Regions from separate parts of the Mus musculus genome. Here region 1 is linked to region 2. Evidence: chromatin contacts called from public Hi-C data. All regions are on one chromosome and are shown on one strand. The core of a region is the stretch at or near the end of the contact, and the rest is flanking DNA. Distances in the headings are between cores, read along the strand shown.

Region 1 (3,234 bases), core at 32-2,531, 58 kb after region 2:
CAGCCATTTGATGCCTTTTCTTACACATTTAGGTACCTGTGTATAGCAAGTAGGGTCTCACAGATGAACCTTGGCCACTATATTCCAAGGACAGAGGAAAGGTTAGATCTTTGTTACTGCAGGTACCAGTGTCAGTCGGGGAATGTGACTCCTTCACTGTAGCTGCTGAAATTACCACAGATTGGGACAGGAGTAGTGTTAGAGATCCCAGCGCAACAAACTCTTGTGATGGAGTGAGAAAGGGTCGCCTGTACATCCTCAGCACTGAAACAAGAAGAAAGCCATATGCTGTTGGGCACGTGAGTTAGGTGGGTCCTGAAGGTCTCGGCGAGCAGTGAGGAGCTAAATCCCTTGGCCTCTGGTCCCTACATATGGAAATACAAAACTGCCACTGGAGAGGACAGGCTTAGAGAGGCCAGAGGGTGAGTCTTGATTCACTGTCATTTTGTGAGAGACCTTAATATGCCAAAATGTTCTATTTTTAGGCATTATACCTGATAGCTACAAATGGAACTCCTGAACTTCAGAATCCAGAAAAACTTTCCCCAATATTTCGGGATTTCTTAAATCGGTGTTTGGAAATGGATGTGGAGAAAAGGGGTTCGGCCAAGGAACTGTTACAGGTCAGCTTGGTGACGGTGGCTTTGGGGAGGCCCTTGGTGCAGCTGATGCCTCCCTGTTTACCTGCCAGGAGTCCAACAGCTACTGCAGTTTAGGCTTTCACTTATGCTAGTAAAGTTTGTTTCAGAATTTAACTCTGTGTGTGTATGAGTGTGTGTGTGTATATGTATGCGTGTGTGTGTGTGTGTGTGTGTGTGTGTGTGCATGTGCGCATACAGACTTGCATGAAGGAGACTTGCAAGAGTTGATGCTCTCCTTCCAGCACGTAGGTCTCAGAGATGCAGGTCATCAGACTTGTTAGCGAGGGCCTTTATCTGCTGAACCATCTCTTTGGCCCTTAAAAAAGTATGTTTAATTCCATAATTTGTTTTTATCATAGTAGTAAGTTTCTATAATTAATCACTCTTGGACCTGTTCATTTCTGTCATGAGTATACTTATGACTATTAACTCTGAAGAACTAATTTTTGTTTCTTTATTCGTTTCTTTATATGTGGCCCAAGCTGGCCTACAGCTCACTGTGTGCTTAAAGACAGGGAATGATCTTGAGCGTCCTGCCTAGGCAGTGCTAGGGATTGAGCCCAGGGCTCTATGCAGATAAGGCACCCGCTCTGCCTTCTGAGGGATCTCTCCGGCCCCTTAAGTCTGTAGATGGTAAGCAGCTAGCAGCTTACTTGGTATTAGTTAAATGGTTCTCTGGGTAAAAGTACTTGCCACTAAGCCTGCATGCCTAGACTTGATCCCTAGAACCTGCCCCCCCACACACACACACATAAACACAGTTGCACACTAAATAAATGTAATTGAAGAAAATAAAAAGGATCCAGGTGTAATGGTGCATACCTTTAATCCTGCACTTAAGGATCTTTGAGTTCAAGGACAGCCAGAGCTACACAGAGAAAACTTGTCTCAAAAAATGGACAAGTAGAAAGAGAGGGAGTGAGGAGGAGGAGGAGGAAGAACAGAAGGAGAAGGAGGGAGAAAAGGGGGGGTAATTTTTTAGGTAATAAGCAAGAAGATTGCTGTGAGTTAGAGGCCAGGATAAGTTATATACACCTTAGCTCAGAAAGCCAAAACCAGGGCTGGGAGATGTCTTGGTTGATCAAGTACCTGCTACACACTTGAGGACTTGAGTTTCCATCCCTAGCACCCACATAAGAAGCTAAGTGTGGCTATATATGTTTATAAACCCTCGTGCTGAGGGAATAGACAGACCCCCGGGGCTTGTTTGGTCAGCCTAATCAGGAAATACGGGGAAGAGTGACAGAGGAGAGTGTCAGAGGAGAGCTCCTGGCGACCTCTGGTCTCCACAGATGCACACAGATAAGATGAGAGCATACAGCCACAAACAAGCTCATTCACCACACACAAACCACCCCTCCTGGGGCTGTAAAAGTGATGTGCCGCGTGTGAGGGCTTTAGTTTGTTAAATGATCCAGAGGTAATTTGGGGGCTAGAGTTTCTAAATGAGAAACACCTCTAAGCTTTCTCTCTCCCTTCCATTTGGCAGCATCCTTTCCTGAAACTGGCCAAACCATTGTCTAGCTTGACGCCACTGATCCTGGCAGCTAAAGAAGCAATGAAGAGTAACCGCTAACATCGTCACCGAGGCCTCCTATTCCCTTATCCATTTTTTAAAAGAAGTCTTTTAATACATGAAATTGTTACTCTGAGGGGTGTAAAGAGACAGTCTGCATCACATGGAGGAAAAAAAAAACTATTATTTTCTAAAGATGACCAAGAGAAAATTGCAGTAAGAGAGCTATGACTTTGAAATGAGCCCCTGCTTTAGGGTCCAAGAGGAACGGTGGACTGCATCACTAGCCTTACATGTCCCGCAGACCGCGCTTGACGTTCGCATACTGTGTGATGACTTTTAGTATGGCAGATCCTGTTCCTGTCTCCCCTGGGGGATTTCCCATACTTGAATGTCAGATTCAAGTTTTTCTGAGTATTTCATCTGCTGATCTTCTCTCCTTCGTGACCTTCCCTTCCTCTAACCCTTTCCTTTTAAGTTGTCGTTCGGAGTTTTTCTTATGCCTAAATGCAAGGCAGATGTGATAAAATGATTGATGTAGCTCTTTACATTGGGAAAGGAGCTTGACATGCTTAGCTTCCTATAGAAGTCAGGACCGGCTGGTGTGCGGAGTGTTTCAGTTCAGAGCCTAAACTGAAAGGGGGAAAGTATGTGATTTTTACCTTTTTTAACAAATGTGAAAGAGTCAGCTTTAGAAATTTTGTGGTAGTAAGTTTGACATTTGTTACATGTATAGAAAGAGGACTAATAATCTATATTTATAACTAAATCATTGATACAGAGAAGAAAAATCCCACTGACTGTATATTCTCACCATTTTGTAGTCTTTCTCTGCCTGTTTCTCCTCATATTTGGCTTTAGGAACCAAAGTGATCTGCGCTTGTTGACGCGGGCTGTGTGACTTTGGTGCCACTCCCTTCCTGTGTTTCCTTGGAAATAAGTGTCTGTATATGTTGTGATTTTAGGTGTCCGTTTTGAATCAACCCTTATTTCACATACACCCCCTCCACCCTCTAGGGCAAGTAATAACCATTGAATTTTCAGAATTTAAAAGTTAAAAGATTTTTCCTATTTAAA
Region 2 (3,088 bases), core at 359-2,858:
CAACATCCATGTAAAGTGACATACAGCCCTATGTTACTCAAACATACATCCTATGTTACTAGCAGGTGGCTGAATGTAGATTTGATAGGCTGCAAAGAATAGGGTGTCATGTAGTTCATCTGACCTCCGACTCTCTATGTAACCATTCTTGTCCCCTATCCGTCCTCTACCTCTCAGTACTCAAATTCCTCATCTTACCTCAGCCACCTGAGTGCTGGAATTACAGGTTTGCTTCATCATATCTTGTACTACAGTACTTTTTTTTTCTTTTCGAGACAGGGTTTCTCTCTATATAGTCCTGGCGGTCCTGAAACTCACTTTGTAGACCAGGCTGGCCTCGAACTCAGAAATTCGCCTGCCTCTGCCTCCCAAGTGCTAGGATTAAAGGAGTATGCCACCTCGCCCAACTACTACAGTACTTTCTAATATACCCATCTTACACCAAGGTGCAGCTACATAAGTCTTGTGGTTTTGGTTGTGAGCCTAGCCTTCATCTCTCACTGACCGTGGCAATCCTCTTCCTACTTGTAATCCTTTCCCCTCAGTTCTTCCGAGTTCCTTTTTCTGTTTTAACTGCCACCTTCTCTGTCCACTCTGTCCACGGTAATCCCTCAGCTTTTTCCCCACCTTGTAACAGGTATCAGTGTTTTGGTTTTTATGTTTTCATACGTTTTTTTGGTTGTTTTTTTTCTGAGACAGGGTTTCTCTGTATAGCCCTGGCTTTCCTGGAACTCACTCTGTAGACCAGTCTGGCCTCGAACTCAGAAATCTGCCTGCCTCTGCCTCCCGAGTTCTGGGATTAAAGGCGTGCGCCACCACCGTTTTCATGTTTTTAACCTTTACAAAGACTAGGTGAAGCATGTTCATTTCTGGTACCTAAATGGTCTTTTGTAGATATTAGATATTGACATAGTTGTGGAATAAGAATACATGAATTAACTCCTCCATTGATAAAATACAGAAAAATAAAAAAATCTTTGTTTTGCAAAGAGGGAGGACCTAATTTAGCAGCATAATCTGATTCAACTTAATCTGGTTAAATTTGTAGGAAAAAAAAAAGCGGTGGCGTCGCATTCCTTTAATCGAGGCCAGCCTGGTCTTCAAAGTGAGTTCCAGGACAGCCAGGGCTATACAGAGAAACCCTGCCTCCAAAAAACCAAACCAAACCAAACCAAACCAAAAAACAAAGTGAGCTGGGCAGTACCTCTTCAGGAGGCAGAAGCAGGAGGATCTCTAGTTCAAAGTCAGCCTGGACTACAGAGTGAGTTCCAGGACAGCCAGGACTCGAAAAGCCATCCCTCCCCACAAAACACCAATTGGTGAATGGATACATTCTCAGAAACAAAGACCCTCTACACACAAATATGTTTGGATCAGCTGTTCTCCGTCAGCTTTGTCAGTAGGTAAACCGTAACTGCAGACAATGCAGAATGCTGATAAATGAGGGACAGGTTTTCTCTGTAACGCCCACTGTCCTGAGTCTCCCTAACAGATGACTAGACTACGGTTCCCAGCCGCCCTGTGAAAGCCCGCCCCTCGGGTCATGACGCCACTTTCAGGGCGGGGCTGTCTTACGGCCCCGCCCCGCGCCCCCGCCGCCGCCCTCCCCCAGGGTTGTGGCCACGCGCAGCGGCAGCGGTTGTTCCGCTTCCCCTCCGGCCCGGGCCGTCGCCATTGCCGAAGGCTCCTGCCCTCCCCTCCCTGGCCCAAGGGGTTCTGCGCCTCACGGCCTCGGTAGCGACGGCCGCGCCCCGCGCCGCTCCCCTCCGCCCTGCCCTCCTCCCTCTCAGCGCCCCAGCGCAGTGCTCGCCCGCGTCGGCCAAGCAGCCCGCCCTGGGTCGGGCGGAGACCTTTCCTCTCTGGTAAGTGCGGTTGCCGCTCGCCCGGGCCGGGCCGGGCCGGGCCGAGCCGCCGCCCTCCTCCCGCCTCCGCGGCCTGGGCCCAGCGGCCCGGGACGCCAGCACCTGCGGGCGGGCCCGCGGCTCCGGGCGGTGGCTCATTGTCTGCGCCCTGGCTCTAAGCTTCGGCCGAGAGGAAGCTTGCTGGGCTGTGGGGACCCTGGCCACTCCGGCCGTCCTTGCCCTTCTCTCCCGCCGGCGCTGCACCGGACGACTCGGGTTTGTTCCTGGATGTTCCCTCCTTTACCAGCTGCGTTCTCTGCAGTCTCGTCGCTCGGGAATCCTGTCGCGAGCTCCTTAAGTTCAGTGTGTAAACTCTTCCTCCTCCTCCACATTAGGAAAAAGTTTTTGCCGGGCTCTGGGAGCCTGCGTTTAAGAACAGAAGTTAAGGATCTTACGGTTTTTGCTTGATCTTTAGCCAGGAGGTGAATATTTGCTTCTTAAGGTTAACTTGGGCTGAGGTTGGCTTTTCACCATGTTTGGCTGTCTGAAACACGCGCGCCCTCACAAGAAAAAAAAAAAGTTGCTGCAAATAACTTAATGGACTCAGCCTTTTGATTAGTTCTAGATCAAGTCGTCCAAGACAGAAGTGTGTTAAATAATTGCCATTGTGGCTTGATGGGAAGGAGGCTCTCTCCATCCCCTGTCTTAATAGAACTAGGTAGAGTGGAAGTGAGATTTGTTTCCTCTTTGACAAATCACCAACTCCCATCGATAGCCGCCAGGTTCTTCTTTACAAGTGACCTGTAGATTTTCCAGCTTTTCGTTTCTAACCTTTTAAAAAAAGACAACCAAACCGGTTAGGCCCAAAATTAGACAACGACGAGCTGAGCTGTGTTTTGGGTGAAGGTTGTGCACGTCACGTTTTTCCCCTGCTGTATTCGACTCTTCCGCTCTTATAAAGTAGGCAGGATATTGAAATAAATACACAAGAATTTGCTCTGGGGATTTTTTTTTTTTTTTTTTTGGTAGAGCTATCCAAAAGAATAGTATGAATAAAATTAGGTTGGGATGAAGGCAGTGAGTAGTAATTTTTAAAACAGGTTAGGGCACGTCAACTTTGCCAGAAGCTCTGTGGCATTTGTAGAACATTCTTGCTTGTCTCTACCCCAGTTCTTCAGTTGGGGTGTGTGTGTGTGTGTGTGAAGGAAGCCTTTTTCGTATACTTTTATACCCATCCTCTGCCTTTC

The links. A called contact is a pair of places that touch in the nucleus more often than the background predicts.
Region 1: a Hi-C map of rod photoreceptor shows a contact between it and region 2, with 2.2 times the contacts expected there. The contact joins the enhancer-like site here to the promoter of Pak2 in region 2. A contact is called at or near these places in 3 of 39 promoter capture datasets (embryonic stem cells and hippocampal neurons), 1 of 15 datasets of contacts at CTCF or cohesin (CD8 T cells), 6 of 484 Hi-C or Micro-C datasets (the N1E-115 cell line, bone marrow-derived macrophages, brown adipocytes and 3 more), 12 of 115 datasets of contacts at active chromatin or transcription factors (the 230-238 cell line, CD8 T cells, the SCID.adh cell line and 6 more) and 4 of 9 other capture datasets (adipose tissue, embryonic stem cells, liver and 1 more).

What each region holds. Positions count from the first base shown.
Region 1 is chr16:32,019,163-32,022,396 of GRCm38.p6, reverse strand. It overlaps Pak2 (p21 (RAC1) activated kinase 2), which reads left to right. Exons shown (of 15, transcript NM_177326.3): 14 at 486-623; 15 at 2,131-3,234. The coding sequence ends at 2,217. Among named protein-coding and RNA genes, the nearest start is that of Senp5, 17 kb to the right of the region's middle. Within about 2 kb of position 1,281, at least 4 of the 459 cell types and tissues checked have an H3K27ac peak or open chromatin away from gene starts, as enhancers often do. A contact at or near this core is called in rod photoreceptor, where this site is marked.
Region 2 is chr16:32,077,862-32,080,949 of GRCm38.p6, reverse strand. It overlaps Pak2 (p21 (RAC1) activated kinase 2), which reads left to right and starts at 1,608. Exons shown (of 15, transcript NM_177326.3): 1 at 1,608-1,862.